Regions from separate parts of the Mus musculus genome. Here all the other regions are linked to region 4. The links are chromatin contacts, called in public Hi-C, HiChIP or PLAC-seq and promoter capture Hi-C maps. All regions are on one chromosome and are shown on one strand. The core of a region is the stretch at or near the end of the contact, and the rest is flanking DNA. Distances in the headings are between cores, read along the strand shown. Region 1 overlaps Ralbp1 (ralA binding protein 1). Region 2 overlaps Ptprm (protein tyrosine phosphatase, receptor type, M). Region 3 has its middle 120 kb from the start of Gm36201. Region 4 holds the start of Rab12 (RAB12, member RAS oncogene family). Region 5 holds the start of Ppp4r1 (protein phosphatase 4, regulatory subunit 1). Region 6 holds the start of Ralbp1 (ralA binding protein 1). Region 7 holds the start of Vapa (vesicle-associated membrane protein, associated protein A).

Region 1 (2,772 bases), core at 36-2,535, 670 kb after region 4:
ACCCAAAATTAGATTCCTGCCTGAAACCTACCTCCCTGTCCTGACCCCAATGTCAGATTTCTGCCAAGCAGCTCCAAAAGCTCTCCACAGTTCACACACTGGTTGTCACTGAGCAACTACTCACACCAGCATAACAGACAGAAGCATCTTAAAGCCAAGTATAAAGCTAGAGAGAAATGACCTGTTGAGCCAGTTCATCTGAGACCCGAGAGAGAAGCTGTTAGGATTGAGAGCAGGTCTGTGGTGCTGGGCACCAACAGATGGAGCAAGGGCAATGTTTCCTAACAGGGTGGTGGTGGTTACTTGACTATGTGTATTTGGTAAAATTAGTTACATTATGAAATTGACACCCAGTAGCTCCCTTCAAGACATCTCATGCAGTCAGGATTAAGGGAGCATATTCATCAGAAATAAGCATTTTTCATAGTGTAGCCACAGACCGAGATAACCATGTCATGGTCTTTTCTTACTTTAAAATGTTTATTCTTTGTGTGTGCGTGTGCATGTGGGTATGGACATGCAGTGGCACGAGTGTGGAAGTCAGAGAACAACTTGCCAGAGTCAGTTCTCTGCATTGTGTGAGTCCTAGGGAAGGCTTCTTGATACCAAGTGTCTGCCACGGGGCCACCTTGCAGTCTCGAACCACATCATAGTCTTTTATGGTTTGATTTGGTTTTTTCTTTTTGAGATGGGGTCTTTCTGTTGTCCTGGGTGTCCTGGAATTTACTATGGCCTTGAACTTCAAGCTAGCCTTGAACTCACATAGCTCCTCCTACCTCTGCCTCCTGAGTGCTGGGATTAAAGGCGGGTACCACCATCCCTGCTCTTACCTACAGTATATTCTAAGCCTAGTTAGCAAATGTCCGGTCATCATTACAGACAGTTCCCTACTGCTGCTGGGGTTTTCTTCATTTCTGTAATTTAAGAGGACCATTTGTTGATTGTGTGTTACATGTAGGCCGAACAGTTCATCATGTGTTGTCTTTGACAGGAGTGTGAAACCAAGATTGCACAGGAGATAGCTAGTCTTTCAAAAGAGGATGTTTCCAAAGAAGAAATGAATGAAAACGAAGAAGTTATAAATATCCTTCTTGCCCAGGCAAGCTATACCTTTTGATTTCTAAAGGGATTTATTGGTCATTTTTCAAATAGAAGCACAACTATAGACTTTTTAAAACCAAAATTGTAATGAACTCCAAAGAAGTTGTTCCTGTTCTGTGGCCCTACCCTTGTGCTGTGTGTGCTGAAATGTTAAGTGTGGAGGGAGAAAGAAGCTGCCTTCTGTTTAGCTTCCTCGTTTCTGTAAGTCGACATAGAAGTATTGTGGCATGTTCCTGATTTACAAGAACAGAAACAAAAACTCTGAGGAGAGAGAAGCCCCAGATGATTTTCTTAGAGTTTCCCACCTCAGCTTTCTTGGAGTATAACTTCATCCATATATGCTCTGAGGTAAACGACGAGGGTCTGTGTTTGAGCATGGAGAAGTGGCCTCTCTCACTCGGGAACTTTTCAGTGGTTCCTGGACTGTGCCCACAGTGCCCACGGTGCCCACGGTGCCCCTTGTTTGGAAGGAGTTGCTGGTGCTCTTGCCTCCAAGGCATCTTCTCTCTACTGTTTGCTCTAGACCCGAGAGCCCTAGCTGGAGTGCAGGCAGGGCGCTCTCCACATCACTGCTCTCAAGCAGTTTAGGAATGGTTAACCTGTCAAGAGTTCTTACTTTGATCTGAAGGGCGTGGCTGGGGACAGTGAGGGAGATCCTGTAACCTTTCCTTCTGTCTGTTCTGCCCCACACCTGACACTGGTACCAGCCACACATGCATCTCTTGGGTCCTGTTCCTAGTGATGCTGAAAAGTCACTGTGACCCTGAATCCTGAGAGACAGGAAGCCAAAGCTGATGAGTTTTAGATCATGTTTATTTGTGCATATGTATTGCACATACATGCATTCAGATCCCCCCTGGGCCAGAAGAAGGTGTTGGACCTCCCTCCAACAGATGGTTGTGAGTCCTTGATGTGGCTGCTGGGAGCCAGATGTGGGTCCTCTGGAAGAAGAGCAAGTGCTCGTATCCGCCGAGCAGTCTCTTCGGCCGCGAGCAAGGCAAAGCAGATGTTGCCTTTGGGTCCTCTGCCGGGGTGTAGGGGGCTCATGGGAGCCTTGCAGAAGCTACAGCTGGCCCTTGTGTGCACTTTGTTGTTAAGAAGGGTCTAGACCTTCTCTCAACGTGACTTGGTGTAGCTTTTCTTGATTCTGAGACAGTGGCATGGTTTTGTTGTAGTAACTTGTGTTCAGCACCGAGCAGGGTGACAGGAGAGGCTCTGGAGAGGTGGCATTTCCTCTAGCAGAGCTCAGACAGGTGCCACCCATTGTCATTGTTTCAGGAGAATGAAATCCTGACAGAACAGGAGGAGCTCCTGGCCATGGAGCAGTTCCTGCGTCGTCAGATCGCCTCAGAGAAAGAAGAGATCGACCGCCTCCGAGCTGAAATTGCGGAGATCCAGAGGTACAGGGGCCTCGGACTGGAAGCTTCCAGCCGGGTTGTGCTGTATATGAGCAGAGCTGAGCTAAAAGTTCAGTGGTTTTCATCTTCCTTGTGCATGGAGCCGTTAGCAGCCCCTCCTGTTGTGGTGACTCCAGCCATTACATTGTTTCCTTGCTACTTCATAACTGTAACTTTGTTACCATTATGAGTTGTAAGGTAAATACTGATATGCAGATGGTGGCCTTAGGCGACCCCTGGGAAAGGGTTGTTTGGCATCCATAGAGCTTGTGAC
Region 2 (2,700 bases), core at 62-2,561, 790 kb before region 4:
GTCCAGTTAATTTGACTGTTATTCCCAGTCAAATCATCTGCCCGAGTGTTTCGCCTAATGAGAAATCCTGGTGGGTGTTCTTCTCCTTTTCCATTAGGGCAGCATCAGTTGCCATTGGCAAACAGGTAATGAGTTTGACCAGGATCAATATGCCACCAGTCTTTAGTTCAGCTGCATGCTTATTCTATAACTGGCGTCTTAAAGCGGGGTTCATTGCAGAGTGCTGCTTCCCCTTCAGGGGACTTTATGGACAAACTGTTGTAAGATCAACTTTAACAAGTTACATCCAAGTTTGAAGGTTTCTTGTGGGTGTGATGTGAATTAGAAATCCAGTCCTACTTGGTGTTTCCCTCTTATAACCCTTCCCTGCAACACCACATATGTCATAGTACACTTTAGCAGCAGGTCTTTTCCATGGCTTAGAATTATAATCTAGTGTTTCAAGAAATTGTAATTAGGGATTTGCAAGAAGTTTCATCCTATTCTTTGTTATTTAAACTTGATAATTTTTTAACTCCTGGGGCTTGTTTGTTTTTGGAGGACAAAAAAATCAATTTAAATGAAATCATTTTAAATAATACCCTTAATATAATGAGGGAAATCTGGAAGTGAGACATGCCATCCATGACCGTCTTGTTAATGACGTCACCAAGTACTCATTAGTGTGCTTCTACCTGGGTTCTCTCAGAAGCCTACATTGTTTGGTGTAATGTGTTGCTGAGCTTGTTTTTTACTGAGTCTAGCTACCAGACCTAAGAGATGCCTGTGTTGTTGGCCCTGCAGATTGAATTATTCCATACTACCCTTCACACACGTTGTGTGGAAGGTGAAGGCTTGGTGGTGAGGACCAGCAGCCAGCTCAGGTAGATAGGGGGCTGCATGTCCCTCACTGCTGAGAGATTACACTATAAATACAGCAGGGCACAAAACATACACATAAGACAGCACTGGACACATGGCTCAGTAGTTAAGAACACTTGATGTTCTTCAAGGAACCTAATTTAGTTCCCAGCACACATGTAAGATTGCTCACAACTACCTCTAAATCTAGCTCCAGGGGATCTAATGATATCTTCTGGATTCTCTAGGCACCCACATATGTGTGGCAAACACACACACACACACACACACTTGTACACCAGTTTGTCCACATGGCCTACAGATCAACTCCCCTATTCCCTCTCTGCCTGCTTTAGCACAAGAGTTCAGCTAGGGCCGGCTCCTCAAGGGAAGGCTTACTGGTGGGAGGGCTGAGAAAGCCTGTCTGTACTTTCTTAGTCACAAGGCCATGTGATCCTGCTGTCTCTCATTTGTCTGGACCGCCTTCTTGGCCTGTGCCCAAGATGGAGTTTCTTAGAGTTTCCTCATGTGAATGACTGTGCTGTGCAGGGTCATTTGACATTGATCTTACCACCAGGACTTGTTGATCACAGAGAGCAAGGTTCAAATCCACAGAACACAGGAGGATATTACAATAGCGGGAGCTGAGTAGATGCGCTGGAAATTGAAATCATGTCTGATGGCCTTTTCCCAGAAAAGGGGATTTTGTGTTATATTGTGATGTGGGGAGCAGGAAGAAAGGGTGAATTCATTAAAGGGTTGGACTTTCTTTCCATAAGACTTTATAGTTTCACACTGTGTATGTGTGTGTATGTGTGTGTATGCGCATGTGCATATGTACATGTCTGTCATGCATGCATGTGTATGTGTGTGTGTGTGTGTGCATGCATGCCTGTGTACATGTGTGTGTGTGTGTGTGTGTGTAAAGGAGCCTTAGGAAGCTTGAATTGACTGTAGATACTTCTGTTTGTGAATTGAATCACCAGATTCCTCATTGACATTGACACTGTGGTGGTGTGAGCTTCCTTCCTCTCTGAAACTCACATGGTTCATTCCTAAAATGACTGGTAGAACCATATTCGGTGGGGATTCCTCTCCATTCAGAGCACTAGTAGGCATCCCAGAATTCAGTTATTTCTTTAAATAATGTTCTTCTTTGTTATTCTGTAAGCTGTTGAAGACCTAATATCTTCCTTTCCATCCTACTTCCTCAGAGCCAAGATTACACACACTCAATGAAGACGTATTCACCTGAAACCATTTACATTATAGATTTTTGCCTGTCTGTCCATCTGGGGTTTTTTGCTGTTTGTTTGTTTTCATGGTGCTGGGAAATGGAAGCAGGGCCATGCCCTACCACTGAGCTACATCTCTAACCACCCACACTTGAGATCAAAGAGGATTCCATCCACTTTAACTACTGCTGAAGATCTCCCGCCCCACCCAGCCCAAGCCTTTTGTGCGAAGTGACTCCAAGTTCACCCTCTGAGTGGTGGGCTGGAATGTCTGAGAGGTGGGAGGCCAAGGAATGCCGCGGAGCAGTTCTTTAGTGCATTTGTGAGTTCTTCCTGGTTTCAATTTGCCTTACCTACCCTCCGTCTGGAAGAGTTGGAAGGCTGCCTGGTCTTTCCTGGGGTTCTGTGTGTGTTGGCTCACAGGAGGAGAAAGGAATGCTGGAAGTGACTCTGGGCTCCTAAGGAGTAGACAACACTGTTCTGAGACACTGTCAGCGACAGCCCGATACTGGAAGCAGGATTTCATGGTGAGCGCATACACTTCAGCTGTGCATGCTGCTGCTTATTCACGAAGACACTCCCCCACCCCCGCCCCTGCCCCTGCCCCCGCCCGCCATCTTGAGAT
Region 3 (2,700 bases), core at 15-2,514, 990 kb before region 4:
TTGAGGTACAGATTCCCTGGGGTGTGTGTCTGTTCCTGTGTATATGTGTGTGTGGGTGTGTGCATGTGTGCATGCATGTGGGAGGACATGTGTATGTTTGTGTGTATAAATGCATGGGTGTGTTTGTGTGCATGTGGACATGGAAGTGTACATCTGTGCAGTCGAGTATGCATGCGTATATGTGTGTGTATGTGTTTGTGTGCGTATGTGTTGTGGATATATGTGTGTGTGTATTGTGGGCATGTATGTGTGTGCCTTTTTGTGCATGTGCATGTGTGTGCATGTATGTGCGTGCCTGTATACACACAAATGCAATCAAGAATCCTTCTCTAGAGAAGCACACCCCAGATAGAGAGGTGGACCACAGGTGAACACATGCTTACATGTGACCTGGTCTAGTTTTTCCTTTTCTCTGCAAGAGGCAAGGAAACATTAAAGAAAAACAAGAGCTTTAAGTACAGAGAAGACGAAATTAGAGGATGCCTGAATGTGCTGGGGCCCTCAGAGACCCATATCTCCCTAACTCCAGACTTAGCCCCTCAACCAAGACCATGCCCTGCCAAGGTCACTGTCCTGAGGCCCACTGTGTCTCATCTGCAGCTTTCTCATGGACTCTCAGCCACCCAAGAGCTGACATGGGAAGGTCACACTAAGGACTTACTCTAGGTAGGCTGTTCCTGAGGCACAGATGAGGAAAAACTGAGCAAGTGGACCCAGTGTCTCCTGCCTGGGGAGAAGCAGCGTGTTCCAGCAAGGGTACCTGGTCACTGTTGCCAGGCTACATGAGCAGGATGCAGTAGCAGATGTCAGAAAACCCATCTGATGCTGTCCTGGGAGGGAGTGCATGCAGAAGAGCAAGAAGTGAGCCTTAGGGAAAGATGTCACTTTCTCCCAGCTGCTGCCAGGAGGGGCTGGGTCCAATTCATGACAGGCATGTCTAGCTATGCCAAGTTTTACACAAACATCTTATGTATTGTTTAAATCAGAGACAGTGGCAGATAGAGATATATTTCATCCAGCTGTTTGTACAGGACTTAGCCCTATTCTATCTCAAACAATGTTCATTGTTTTAAGTCTTTATATCCCAAAGTTGTTCCTATGCGTATCTGCAGGGGAAAAAAGTCCTGTTCTGATAGTGTTTTGAGCCTGGACTGACTCTGTTGTGTCTCAGGAAGAGGAATGAGATAAACAGCCCAGGGGAGCTGGGGACAGGCTCTGAGTGAGCAGAGGCCAGCCCTTAAGTTACCAGGCAGGTCTGTGCTGAGTGCAGCCGAGGGGAGAGCAGCTTTTCCGGAGGTGTCCTGGCAAATGGACCAGGTGGAGGAAGAGGAAGAGGCGGGGCTTCCGGTTTATATGTGTCTCCTCCTGAAGTAGGGTCCACTGGACCCTGGCAGGAAAAAGATGGCCTTGTCTGATAGGAATGCTATTTCATTGTTTGGAACAATGCATTAGGGTCTTGGTAAACGGCGGGGCTTGAACTCAAATGTTTTGTTGAGTTACTAAAACCGGTTATGATGTGATCCTGCCCCCATTAGGGTAGAACCTAGCTAAATGGTGTATGAAGCAATTGCTGTTTGGAAAATGTCAAAAATTACAAGAAGTGTGGAGTTATTTGTGTGTGTGTGTGTGTGTGTGTGTGTGTCTGTGTGTCTGTGTGTCTGTGTGTGTTTACAGGGATTTCTGAAACACTGAGGAGCAAAGAACAAATGGTATATGGAGAAAAGAAGGACAGAATCCATTTATGGTGGGACCCCATCACTATCACTATCCAAGTATGGAAAAAATCAGTTAGTCAGGCACACGAGCAGCCTGCTGATGCTGGAGAGAGAAAAACACATTGAACAACGTAAGTGTCTAGGCAGATTTGGCAGCAAGGGCTTGGAGACCAAAAGTGGGGAGTCAAACCACACCTTTTCTCCCTGATCAAAAGGAAGTGGCTAAAGGACACTCCCTAGGCCTGGTTCCTCTGACTCCTACTAAGAAGGGAAAGGGGCTAACAGAGCCTGCCTGCGTCCTCAGACACAGGAGAGAGGAAAAGACAAATCAAACCAGCAAATGGTTAAAAAAGGACAGACCAGAGATGAAGACAGCATCAAATTCGGCGGTTGTGGGGAGTCAGAGCAGGAGCTGGTGAGACCAGAGAGGCACGGGGGCTGAGAGATGGATGCTGTCTCCTGATGGCTCATACTGGGTCCTTGGGTGACAATAACAGGCAGACACCTGGGGTTTCCCACCAAGGTCCCTTCATGCTGTGGCCACTGTGCCCCTTAGACATCCGGAAGTGAAGCCACCACTGTGTATCTCCTCTTATGTGAAGTAATTCAAGTCATTTAAGTGAAATATATTTTTGAACATTCTTAGGTATAAATTTCACACCTTTTGGGGAGCTGGGGCTCAGATGCCTTCTAGGAAGGCTCAAGTGGTCTTTCTTCTTTGTCAGGGGTGGGGGTGTTTGCTCAGCAGAAACCAGGTGCATATGTGCTTACCCTTCATGCGCACTGGTGATGGGAGCCAGCTGGGTGAGAAAGGATCATGGCCTCCACCAACAACAGTGATTACATTTGAAAGTGGGAAGACTCCTGCTGGATTCCCCCATGGCCGAGACAGATAAGAAATGGGCAAGACAGAAGATGACCACAGTGGATCTGTCTGGGTTTGACTTTACCTCACAAACCATGCCAGGTCTTAAAGGTTACAACG
Region 4 (2,700 bases), core at 55-2,554:
GAAGCATCCTGGAGTAACCTTGATAATTGGCTTAAAGACGCAAACAAGCATGGAACCCGAGTCCTGTGGATTTCTTTCCAAACTCCCCCATTTAAGACATCCACTATTCTGGTACATTATAGACCTGCCTATGGGGGAAGAGATACTATTTTGGATGCCAGGGTCTTTAACCTTACAAGTTATGCAGAGTCACCTGCCTACTAGGAACAGTTGAATACCTTGCATTTATATCATCCTTTGGAGTCTGCAACAGGGTGTATGGCTTATTGTTTTGTTGTTCTTTTGTATTGACGTTTTTGCAACAGTGATAGATGAAAAGAGTCTTTTCATTCATTCCCATGTGAGCCTCTAGGTTCCATCCCCAGTACCGCCAAGAAAAAAAGAACGATAATTTAGAATAGGCTATAACATTTTTAAAAATCCAATTGGGATTACTTTTGCAAAATAATGTGATTTCTTCAACTGTGCATCCATGGCAAAACAAACGCATGCGCTATGTATTAGTAAACTTAGCTCTAAATACGGCTGAAATTTGGTGAGTAATGTGATCATTCTTCGCAAGCATGCCAGCTCCTATCATGTTTAGAACCCTGTGTTCCGAGGTGCTCAAGTTCACGCAAAGGAATTTGCTAAATAAATCCCTGGCAAGCTTCTGTAGCCGTAAATACTTTCAAGTAGAAATGGCAAAATAACACACCCAAGTCAGTACCTAAACCTTCGGAGTTTAGGTCGCTTGTCATCTGAGTTTTTACCTGCTGGCTTCCCCTAAGGTGCATGTCACTCACTGAATTTTACGAACTGTAAGTCTGAGGAAGACTTTTAAGATCCATTTAAGATAGCTGATTCCTCGGGGCCCCACAGGAAAAGTGCACGCAGAGGTGCGGCCCTGCCAGGGTACGTGGGCTTCCTCCAAAGTGGCGTTCACACCCTAACCCCGCGTGGGCCAGACCGAGACCCCCAGCACCCAAACACCCTAAATTCTGGAAGATGATCACAGGCTATATGCACTTTGAGACACGTTTGGGACGGGCTGCTAAAAAGAAGTGTGTGGTTCTTGGGAACGGTGCACGATGAGGATAAACCACGAGTGAAAGTGCGCCGAGTGGGGAGGGCCGAGGGAACAGGGGTGACGGAGAGCGACCCACACATAACATACACCCCACGGAGCGGAGCGCACGGCTCGGTCCTCCGACCGACAGGGGGCGGGCTCCAGTCCCGCGTGGCGCCGCGCCTGCGCTTCCTGCCCCTCCCGGTCCGGGATGCTGCTACCGCTGCTGCGGAGAAGCTGCTTCCCTTCCTCTACTCCCGGCGGCGGCGGCGGCGGCGGTAGCGCGGAGCGGGTGGAGGGTGCGCGGGGGCCCGGGGCGCGCGGACGGCGGCCCGAGCGCGAGCCGTATGCGTGCATGGATCCCAGCGCCGCGCTGCACCGGCGGCCCGCGGGCGGCAGCCTGGGCGCGGTCTCCCCGGCGCTGTCGGGCGGCCAGGCCCGCCGGAGGAAGCAGCCCCCCAGGCCGGCCGACTTCAAGCTGCAGGTCATCATCATCGGCTCCCGCGGCGTGGGCAAGACCAGCCTGATGGAGCGCTTCACCGACGACACGTTCTGCGAGGCCTGCAAGTCCACCGTGGGTACGCCGGGCCTGTGGCGGGTGGGCCTGGGGGAGGTCGGGGCCCGGTCCCTGTCCCCATGGAAGCTCTGACCCTCTCCCAGGGCCTCAACGAATCATCCTACGGATGCCCGGGCATACCCGCCGTGGGCACATCTGGCATCCGAGCCGCGCACAGCCCAGGTCTCCGTGGAAGCCCGACCCTCTCTTGTGGCCAGACCGAGCTTTTCCGTGGCCTTTCCGCGGGTGTCGGACCCCCGAAGCCCAAACATTCCCTCCCGGAGCCTTCACCAGTCATGAGGTCCGGGTGATGCATCCGCGGAAACTCCCGGTCCGTTACTCCTGCTCACCCAGGAAAACGGCTTTGTGAACCGAAAGTAGAGCTGAAGGCCACCCACCAGTGCAGTGCCCCGGGGTTACTCACCATCTTAAATGGGTCCGGACCTCGCAGCTTTGCAGGCTGGAGGGATGGACCAAGGTTTGCTTTCTCATTTTCTGTCTATTTTCGTGGTTTACAGAAAAGAAGTTTGTTGCAGAGACAGTTCGCGCTAAAGCTACACTCGGGTTTCTTTCTTGTTCTGTGCACAAATGTAGGGCAAAGGGATTTCAGCTGTGTTTATCCTTGACCTCAAATAACCGGGTGGATAGGCGGGCAAAGTAAGGGCGATTTCCCGGCACCCACCCGAGGTCGGTGAATTACCGGGAAATCCATAGGTAACGCTCCTGTTACCTTCCTCGGGATCTGGGTTTGAAACTGCAAGGGAATGTTTTTAGTGACACTGGATTGACAGGGCTTGACATAGAGGTTTGTTGGGGTTATGGGAAACAGTTGTGACCATGGAAAAGCTACCTGGAAAACTCTCATTTGGGGTGGCTTATAGAAAAAGGGGGTGAGCAGGAGGGACTGGACAGAGTGACAAAAAATCTAGCGTTCTCCCTGAATCCTAGCCCCAAGGAGAGGAAGGTGGATCTCTGATTTCGAGGCCAGCCTGGTCTGTCTACACAGTGAGTTCCAGGACAGCCAGGGCTATGCAGAGAGACCCTGTCTCAAAACAAACAAAATCTCAGCTTGGAGGTTTGAAAAGCTAAACACTGG
Region 5 (2,700 bases), core at 24-2,523, 740 kb after region 4:
AGGCTCTCTCCCCTCACCAGACAGCTCTTGTATCACAGCAACCAGCTCAACTCTGCATATTTCTTGGTTTCAGATCTCCCATGAACTACACTTAATAACATTTTGTGCACACTTTATTCCTAAAATGCATTTTCCACCAGTCACTCTATCTGCAAACATTAACACGAGTAGAAAGCATTTCTACTTAAGTGTAATTCACAACTTCTTCCCATATAAAGTTAGCTAAGTCATAGTCTTTTCTGTCTCCAACCACCATTATTTTCTGAAGCTTAGAAAAACACAAAACACACTCAAAATGAAAGATATCTTTCTAAATAACTCATTTCCTTCACCACATGGAAACAATGTCCACAAGCTGACTGGGTTTTGTTTTTTGTTTTTTAATGTACAAAAAGAGTCAACTCTTTAAAAACTTTAATATCTCAACGGAAACCTGCAATTTTAGCATTTAAGTACCAGAATGAGCTTTGAACACTCCCAATTTTAAAAAGCTGCTCTCTGAACCTAGTCACTGCATCCTGCCAAGGTCACACCTACTAACCTCCCCGAAAATCGGAAATCAAATGTGTGAGTGAGTGGTGGTGGTGGGGACCCGAAACGGCTCAGAGGTCAAGTACAACACAGGTATGTAACCAGCACACACTAGGGCGAGGGAACCCCCGAGGGCGGGCCGAGCACCGCACGCCGCACAGCCCCCCGAGCCTTGCGGAAACACCTCCCGGCACCCGCCGCCTCCTTCATCGGGGCGAGGGTGCGGAAGACACTCAGGAAAAACACACCCATGTCCCCTCTCCGGCCTCCGCCCCACGGGCTTCTGCTTCCCCAACAGCCGCCCCGCGGCCCGAGCCTGCGGGCGGCGGCCGAGGTCCGACCACGCGGGTGCTCCCCAGCGCGGCGGGGTCCCGAGTCCGCCCGCTCGCCCGCCGCCCTCCGGGGCTGCCAGGCCACCCGCCACTCACGTCCGTCCGCGTCCTCCGGCAGGTCCTCCTGGAGCAGGGAGAGGTCTGCGCCGGGGGAGAGAAGAAAGGCCGGGTCAGCGTCCCGGGCCGGCGCCGCGCCCCAGCCGCCCGCCGCCCGCCCGGCGGCGCCTCCCCGCGCCGGCCTCTCCCGGGCACTGCCGAGCGCGGGGAGCCGCCGCCGTCGCCGCCGCCGCCGCCCGGGGAACTGGGGCCACGTACCCGCCATCTTGTGCTCGCCCCCGCCTCCTCGTCTCCCGGGATCCCGCTCCGCGAGCCGCTCAAGTAGAGAGCCGGTGGGCGCGCGCGGGCCGGCGGGGGCGCGCGCGGGGCGGGCCGAGGCCCGGGCCTGCGGCGGCGGCTCCCGTACGCCCGCCCGCCCGCGCGCCGCCCGCCGCCCGCTGCCCGCCGCCCGCCTCCCGCGCCCGGCCGGCCCGGCCCCGAGGCGCGCTCCCACCCGTGGCTAGAGGCGCCCTGGCGCCGAGCGTGCGGAGCGCGGCACGAGCTGCCCGCCGGGGGACCTGCGGCGTGTGCCCGAGCCGGGCGGGCGGGGTCCCCGCGGCCCGCAGCTCTGTTGGGTCACCGGCCTCGCCCACCGCTGGCCGCCGCCCGCTCCGCCGCGCGCCGCTCGTCGCCCGCGCCCCTCCCAGACCTGCTCGTGCGTCGCCGGCGGTCCGCGGCCGAGCCTCCCGCCTCCGAGTGGAGGAAGCGCCGCCTCCGCCCGCGCGCCCAGGCCTCGCGAGTGACTGAACAAAGCCCAGGCCCCGGGCCGGACGACGGTTTGAATGACAAAAGTTCCGCCGGCCCAGCCGGCCTGCCTTCCCGTGCGGCGCGGCACGTTAAAGCCCCGGCACCGGCTTCCGAGCCCGCGCGCTCCCCTGGCGCCCGCCCGAGCTGACCCTGAGCGGCCCGGGCGCGCGGGCCAGGCCGAGTCCAGTCACTCCGCGGTTCTTAGCCTTGTGACCGCAGGGAGGATCGCCGAGGATACCTGCCCCCTCCGCCTCTCCGGGGAATGGCAGACTGTCAGGAATCCAGCACCGTGCTTGCTACCTCGGGAGTCCGGTCGCCGGGTGCCTGGGATTGGCAGCGCTTTTCTCGAGTGAACTATCACACATCTTACTGGTCCCTTTGTTTGAAGAGAGTTAAACGGTTCTTGTAGGTTCCCCAGGCAAAGTAGGGCAAAATCCAGATTTTTCTGACTCCAGTTCGCCGTCCCATTTCTGTGAGTCTTAGGTCTAAATCCAACATCAGTGAGGTCTCCAGAATGGTCGCCCGTAAAATGAGTCTCATACATGATGCCCGTTTTTGAGTCTGATATGAAAAAAGGAGGATTTTAAAGGTTCAGCTTGTTCCTTTCTGCACCATAGTCCTAATTCAAGGCAACATATTGGCATTTTAAAACACGGGGAATCAGAACAAGTTGTAGGTGGTCTTTGGCTACTTTGTGTGTTCTTTCTTCCACCCCTCTTCTTTCACCCTTTCAACTCCCTAATACTAAAAAAGGGTAGGGGTGGAAGGGGCCATCATTATATATTGGACTACTTCCTGCTGATGAGGGTTGATGAGCTTCTTGGAGCAAGCTTGATCTTCGTAGTCAGGTATATCTAATTTCTTCTTCCTGTTTCTTTACTCACAACTACTTAACAAACAGCAACCAATCTCTCCCGCCCTAGTATTTACATACCCTCTGGAAAGTCTCCGGAATCCCAAATGGCAGAAACTATTTGTAGCTGGCAAATTCACA
Region 6 (2,700 bases), core at 67-2,566, 630 kb after region 4:
GGATTGGCTCACGTAAACGCGGCACTTAAAGGCTCTGCAGAAACTATGGCTCAGAAGGAAGTCAGTCTTCACTCTTGCTTTTCCCTCTCCCTTGCTGTGTCCCCCACTTCTCTGCTTTCAGCCTTATTCACTTCCACGGTGAACGAGTCACGTGATGTTACACGTAAATTACTCAGTTAAAAAAAAAAAAAAAAGCCTCTTTCCCCACCTCATTATCCCATATGTCAATTCCAGGGAAGGCTCCATAAAGCCCCGCTCAGGCAGTGCTTATCCCTTGACCAAATCAGAACTGCCAGCGGGAAGGAGTAATTTAACTGGCGTACTCACAGGCCATCTTCTCATGGAGGCTGTTTTATTGCTACAGGGGTTGTGGAAAGGTCCCTCTAGGACCTCAGTGTTCCACTGGGAGTGACTCTTTTGCACAAGGGGATGGACTTGTCATATTTGAGCAAAGATGGCTTGGGAGTGTAGCACACGATGGATCAGTGAAGAAGCAGACACTAGAAATCTCATCTCTCTTCTGACTGCCAATGTCATAAACCCAGAATAATTCCATGGAGTGCTGTTTATTACAGTATGCACCAGCCAACACGTTTTCCGTCCTTCGTGGGGGACTTCTGGAGGATACGCAGCTGTTTCTATTTGTAAGCTGAACGTGATGCTGTGCGGCTTTAACTCGGGTATGGATTGCTAACTGCGGAGGCAAGTGGGTGGGAGCCAGCAGTTTCCCGCAAGTCAACACACTTCAGGGGTCCTGCGGATTGCCCAGCCCTGGCCCCAGAAGCCTCCTTTCTCCAAACCCCCAGGCAAGAATTCTCCAAAGGAAGATCTCCGCCCAAAGAAGGCCAGCAAGGTGCTCCGCCCAGAGGCGGGGTGGGTCAGCAGCCCAGGCTGGTTTAACTGGTTGGAACCACTTAAAGTACGCAGACGCTGGGGGGAAAAGTGTCACTCTCAGTAGCTGCGGACACCAGGCCAGAGCTTGGGGAGGAACGCGCTTTCTTTCCAGCAGAGCTCCGCAGGGCTCCCACACTGTTTTCACTTGGATTCGCTCCGGTAGGTGTGTGTGTTCCACTCGCTCCCCAGAACACTGCGCAGGCGCCTGCAGAGCCTTAGCGTTTGGCGCATCCTCTCGCGGGTTCCCTGTTCCCCCTTAACGAGTTCCAGCTCGGGAGGCGCGGTGCTTTCTGGGCGTTGTGGTTTATGTCGGAGACAAGGGCCCTACAGCAGCGGGGCGTTGGGTTAACTAGAACTACAACTCCCGGCGTGCCCCACGCGAGGACGCGGGGCGTTTGCCCTAGCCGGCCCTAGCCGTCACGGCCAAGGAGCCGAGGACCCGGGAAGCCGGCTGCGGCGGGAGGAGGGCGTGCGCGTGCGCGCTGGGCCGGCTCGTCCTGTTCTGTCCCAATCATTGTAAACAGGCGAAGGCTGGGCGGGGTGGGAATGGGGCTCCCGCGGCCGGCCCGGGGTGCAGCGCAGGAGGCGGCGGTTGTGGCGGAAGCGTGAGTGCGAGGAGGCGGCGGCGGCTGCAGCGGAGCGGACGGTCGCTCGGCGGCAGGCACTGGTCAGTGGCGGGGAGCGGACGCTCGCGGGGGTCGCAACGCTGCGGCGGTGTCCGTGGGAGCCGTCGGGCGCCCGGCCTCGCGCCCGCGCCTGTCACGCAGCGTGCCGGGCTTGGGATCCCGGGCTCGGAATGGGAGTTGGGGGTGGGGGGCGTGGCCGCCCCGCCTTACGTTGTCCGTGAAAGCTTCACCCCGGAGCTTGCTCCTTTGGGGTGGGTCACGCCGCCTGCCCGACAGGCCTCCTTGGGAGCACCCGGGTGTGTCCTGTGTTGCTCTGGGACCCAGAGGCTAGTTGGGAGTCCAGCTGCTTCCTCGGACCCTTCCAGGCCTCGGGGCATCCCTGCGGGCCACACCTGGCCGGAGCTGCGGCCGGGGACTGGCCTGACGCAAGCCTTCCGGTTTATGGGTCGCATCTGCCTCGCGCATCTGGCTCGCCCACCTGTCTCCGTGTTTGCCGGGTAGAGTCGGGGGAACAGCTCCTGTTGTCGCCCGTGGCAGGCGTTGGGCAAGGGGACGACCCTGTTTGCAGTGGTACTTGTTCCAGGGTTCAGAAGTGTTCTGTCTGATCTGGAGTTAGGAGCTCCATTCTCAACGGCGTTTTCAAGCGTTTTCGTACCAGAGTGTTCTCAGTCGAGGCCAGCTTTCTTTTTCCATCTTTTAAATATGTCGTTGTGAAACAGGTTTGACGAATTACTCCACTTTCCAGTCTCCTGAAGTAGGTAGGGCTGGTTCAAGTTTGGAGATTATTACAAGGATTCTTCCAGAGAGAGCAGCGTGCGTACCCTAAGGTTTTTAGAGATCACAGCTGTTTTCATTAGAGGTCTGTGCTTGTGACAGAAGTGCTATAGTGTGGGCATTGAGCTGTTGCACTGCCCAGCTTTGGTGGTGTTGATGGAACGGGGGTGGGCTAACACTGGTGCTTTGGGGTAGCATTACCTATACTTGGCCGTTATTAACAAAGTACTCAGTGATAAGTTATAAGCCTACTTTTGGTTTAGTGTTCAGACAGCACTTTAAGGAAAGGTCCCATCACTTTCTGTAGTAGGAATTATCTCGATGATTTCAAGGTCCTGGATGTCTTCTTCAAAATGAAGAACTCCTGTTAGTGGTGTTAGCATTTTCAGAGGTCTGCAGTCAGTAG
Region 7 (2,700 bases), core at 110-2,609, 910 kb after region 4:
GTCTTAAATGGATTTTTGGTCTGCTTCTTTTCAAAATTCATTTTTTAGGTTAGGATACAAAGTAAGCATTCAAAGAAAGAAAACAAACTTTTTTTTTTAAACGACCAATGTTTGCTTTATACCACTATTATATCCTATATACCTCGAGTGGCATGAAAGTTTTTCAGGTGTCGGGGCGGCAAGTTGAAAAAGTCTAATTAGCTGTATTCTAGACTGCTCATTTCGACATTTACTTCCAAGCAATCTAGAGTGCCTTTTCGTGGCAGAAGCATGAATATGTGCTTTGTTTCGCACGGAGCTTCCTAGAGATTTAAATTCAAGCAGCACCATAGGACACAATAAAGGTTTTTACAGCACATCCATTTGTTTTGTTTGCTCTTCCCGTCCCTGGATACCCTGGCAAGGGGCTGAATATCTGTCAGCAACTTGCTTGGCATTTTTTTTTTTTTTTCTCATTTGGTACAGGCTCTCCTAAGTGATACAGATAAAATTCGTCCCTAGCACGAGAATGTGGCAAACAGATTTGGGTATGAGTTTGAAGTGAACCACACTGTAGATACAGCACGTGAACTCCACGCTGTAGGAACAGAGATTTCGTTTCTACCCTTGTAGAGAAACTGTGCCTGGCACAGATTTCCCCTGGAACTCGTTCGCTTGTGAGCGAGATGTGTTTCCTTTGGCTGGGCAGGAGGGAGATGGGGAGGAGGCAGTCTTGGAACAGCAGGCAGAACGGAGCGCACGTTCGCTGAGGGCGGAAGGAATCCCCAGCAGACCAGAGGGACACGCCCTGCCGCTCTCCCAAAGGGCGGTCTCTCCTGGGATGCCTGGCTTCCAGGCAGCCTGCAAAAACCCTTCTCTTTTCCAGGGCAGACAAGACGCCCTCGGCGAGCCAAAAGCCGCGTCAGCGGCCCCACCCACTCGCCTCCAACGGACCCAGGTCGCCTTCCCGGTTCCCAGCAGCCACCGCGGAGGCGCCGCCCGCACAGGGCATGCTGGGAGTCGAGGTACCCGGCGCTTCATGACTCTCTTCCGTTCGGAATTCCACTTGGAACGCCGTGAGGTAGCGTCGTAGTCGGCGCTCCAGCCCCGCACTCGCAGCTCCAGGGCCCCAAGAACGACACCCCCTTCCCGGGGCGCCGTGCACCGCGTCTCCCCGCAAAGAGCCCCGCTCCGCCCCCCCGACCCTGCTCTACGGAGATTGACAGCGGCGCGGCGCCCGGAGCTGCGGCCAAGTCGGAGGTGCGCAGGCGCACTAGCTCAGCGTTGACCCCTCCCACCCCCCAGTTAGGCCCGGAGGGCGGGGCCAGCACGAGGGCTCCAGGCCGCGGGGGCGCGCACGTAGGCACGTAGGGCCCGTCACGTGGGGCGCCGAGGATCGCAGTGCGCGTGGCCGCGGCGGCTGGTGTGGGGTTGAGTCAGTTGTGACACCCGGAGCTGCTGAGCGGACAGGCTGCCCTCGGGACCCCCGCGGCCCGGCAGCAGGCGCGGAGCTTCGGGAATCGTGAGCCTGGCCCCGTCCTAGAGCTCCGCGGAGCCGGCGCCGCCACCGTCCCCTCGCCCCCGCCAGCGAACCGCCGCCGCGGGCGCGCCCCCGCTCTGCGCTGCGCTGTCTCCTATGGCGTCCGCCTCCGGGGCCATGGCGAAGCACGAGCAGATCCTGGTCCTCGACCCTCCTTCAGACCTCAAATTCAAAGGTAGGCTGGCTGGGACGCTCCGGAGCGGAGCTGAGGCTGGGGCTGGGGCTGGCGGGCGGCGGCGGGGTGGCCGGGCCGTGCTCCCCTCCCCCACGCCCCGGCCGAGCGTCGGAGCCGCGGCCCCGCTGCGTCCCTCGGCCCCGCGCCTCGCCGTCCGCCGCTGCCGGGCCGGGCCGGGCCGGGCTGGGCTGCGCTGCGGAGGGGAGGGGAGGGAGCCGCCGGGCGCCGCGGAGGGCTCCGCCGCCATCTTGCGGCCCCGCGGGGGCGCCGTGGGAGCCCGCCCGCGCCTTGCCCGCCGGCCCGCATGGCGTCCTTGCCCCAGGGGCGGCCGCGGCGCGGCGCGGTGCGGTCGGGCGGTGCGGGAGGGCGACTGGGAGCCGGAGCTCCCTAGTCGGCGGGCGCCAGTGGGCGCCGTTCGGCGGCTTTGGGCAGGCGCGGTCCGCCGCGGGCGAGGAGGCGTTCACGGTCGCGGCCTCGCCCGGAGTCTTTCCCGGTCAGGTGCGGGACTCTGGCTGAGCCGGGAGACCAGGCAGCAGAGTCTCTGGCTGGGACTGACCCCGCGTGTTGGCACGGCCCCCAGGCGCGCGGCAGAAAGCTGTGCGTCAGCTGGGGCATGCATGGTCAGAGGTTAATGGTAGTGGGTCCCTTGTGTCAGCTCGGATTGTCCCTAGGTACGGAGGACCCAGTCCTTGAGTGCACACTGTCTTTACTGAAGAATTCTTTCAGCGTTTGTGACCCGCTTACGCTTGCGGTTTCCCTGCGTATCCCGAGAAAGCTGCTAAGGTGCCACACAGCTCTGGAACTGTTGACTTTGGAGCATTGACTGTGATAGACAGTGGCTTGGTGATTCTTGTTCAGATCCAAGGCGGTTTGCCTTCTCAGTGTGTAGGAAACGAAACGTTACACAGAACAATTTACTTTATTTTAAGGAGAACCAAAAGAATGGAGCTAAAGAGAAAACGTGATCCTTCCTATCTTTAAATGTAAAGTGCCCCCCTCCCCCCCC

What was found. Promoter capture Hi-C pulls out the DNA fragments that hold promoters and counts their contacts. A called contact is a pair of places that touch in the nucleus more often than the background predicts. HiChIP or PLAC-seq counts read pairs in DNA pulled down with a chosen protein or histone mark.
Region 1: a contact with region 4 is called in an H3K27ac HiChIP or PLAC-seq map of microglia, with 4 times the contacts expected there. The contact joins the enhancer-like site here to the promoter of Rab12 in region 4. A contact is called at or near these places in 1 of 39 promoter capture datasets (the HPC-7 cell line), 1 of 484 Hi-C or Micro-C datasets (the HPC-7 cell line) and 4 of 115 datasets of contacts at active chromatin or transcription factors (large pre-B cells, microglia, pancreatic cancer cells and 1 more).
Region 2: a contact with region 4 is called in a Hi-C map of Sertoli cells, with 6 times the contacts expected there. The contact joins the enhancer-like site here to the promoter of Rab12 in region 4. A contact is called at or near these places in 1 of 39 promoter capture datasets (hippocampal neurons), 1 of 484 Hi-C or Micro-C datasets (Sertoli cells) and 2 of 115 datasets of contacts at active chromatin or transcription factors (astrocytes and embryonic stem cells).
Region 3: a contact with region 4 is called in an H3K27ac HiChIP or PLAC-seq map of extraembryonic endoderm stem cells, with 13 times the contacts expected there. The contact joins the enhancer-like site here to the promoter of Rab12 in region 4. A contact is called at or near these places in 2 of 39 promoter capture datasets (hippocampal neurons and liver) and 5 of 115 datasets of contacts at active chromatin or transcription factors (astrocytes, craniofacial prominence, embryonic forebrain and 2 more).
Region 5: a promoter capture Hi-C map of the HPC-7 cell line shows a contact between it and region 4. The contact joins the promoter of Ppp4r1 here to the promoter of Rab12 in region 4. A contact is called at or near these places in 6 of 39 promoter capture datasets (the HPC-7 cell line, embryonic stem cells, hematopoietic stem and progenitor cells and 3 more) and 2 of 115 datasets of contacts at active chromatin or transcription factors (astrocytes and pancreatic cancer cells).
Region 6: a contact with region 4 is called in a promoter capture Hi-C map of the HPC-7 cell line. The contact joins the promoter of Ralbp1 here to the promoter of Rab12 in region 4. A contact is called at or near these places in 8 of 39 promoter capture datasets (the C10 cell line, the HPC-7 cell line, HPC-7-derived erythroid cells and 4 more), 1 of 484 Hi-C or Micro-C datasets (CD8 T cells) and 5 of 115 datasets of contacts at active chromatin or transcription factors (astrocytes, effector CD8 T cells, memory CD8 T cells and 2 more).
Region 7: an H3K4me3 HiChIP or PLAC-seq map of bone marrow-derived macrophages shows a contact between it and region 4, with 6 times the contacts expected there. The contact joins the promoter of Vapa here to the promoter of Rab12 in region 4. A contact is called at or near these places in 3 of 39 promoter capture datasets (HPC-7-derived erythroid cells, hematopoietic stem and progenitor cells and pre-B cells), 1 of 484 Hi-C or Micro-C datasets (CD4 T cells), 5 of 115 datasets of contacts at active chromatin or transcription factors (bone marrow-derived macrophages, effector CD8 T cells, embryonic stem cells and 2 more) and 2 of 9 other capture datasets (adipose tissue and liver).

The regions. Positions count from the first base shown.
Region 1 is chr17:65,852,419-65,855,190 of GRCm38.p6, reverse strand. It overlaps Ralbp1 (ralA binding protein 1), which reads left to right. Exons shown (of 10, transcript NM_001198949.1): 7 at 992-1,099; 8 at 2,380-2,501. Among named protein-coding and RNA genes, the nearest start is that of Ralbp1, 31 kb to the left of the region's middle. Within about 2 kb of position 1,285, at least 26 of the 459 cell types and tissues checked have an H3K27ac peak or open chromatin away from gene starts, as enhancers often do. A contact at or near this core is called in microglia, where this site is marked.
Region 2 is chr17:67,303,627-67,306,326 of GRCm38.p6, reverse strand. All of the region lies in intron 1 of Ptprm (protein tyrosine phosphatase, receptor type, M), which reads left to right. Among named protein-coding and RNA genes, the nearest start is that of Gm52313, 14 kb to the right of the region's middle. Within about 2 kb of position 1,311, at least 44 of the 459 cell types and tissues checked have an H3K27ac peak or open chromatin away from gene starts, as enhancers often do. A contact at or near this core is called in Sertoli cells, where this site is marked.
Region 3 is chr17:67,511,460-67,514,159 of GRCm38.p6, reverse strand. No RefSeq gene overlaps it. Among named protein-coding and RNA genes, the nearest start is that of Gm36201, 120 kb to the left of the region's middle. Within about 2 kb of position 1,264, at least 26 of the 459 cell types and tissues checked have an H3K27ac peak or open chromatin away from gene starts, as enhancers often do. A contact at or near this core is called in extraembryonic endoderm stem cells, where this site is marked.
Region 4 is chr17:66,518,274-66,520,973 of GRCm38.p6, reverse strand. Rab12 (RAB12, member RAS oncogene family) reads left to right here and starts at 1,304. Exons shown (of 6, transcript NM_024448.2): 1 at 1,304-1,626. The coding sequence starts at 1,404. Gm41608 (a long non-coding RNA gene) reads right to left here. Exons shown (of 3, transcript XR_876914.3): 1 at 2,029-2,700.
Region 5 is chr17:65,781,928-65,784,627 of GRCm38.p6, reverse strand. Ppp4r1 (protein phosphatase 4, regulatory subunit 1) reads right to left here and starts at 1,273. Exons shown (of 20, transcript NM_001114131.1): 1 at 1,179-1,273; 2 at 960-1,004. The coding sequence starts at 1,185.
Region 6 is chr17:65,883,539-65,886,238 of GRCm38.p6, reverse strand. It overlaps Ralbp1 (ralA binding protein 1), which reads left to right and starts at 1,316. Exons shown (of 10, transcript NM_001198949.1): 1 at 1,316-1,561.
Region 7 is chr17:65,612,214-65,614,913 of GRCm38.p6, reverse strand. Vapa (vesicle-associated membrane protein, associated protein A) reads left to right here and starts at 1,359. Exons shown (of 6, transcript NM_013933.3): 1 at 1,359-1,694. The coding sequence starts at 1,616.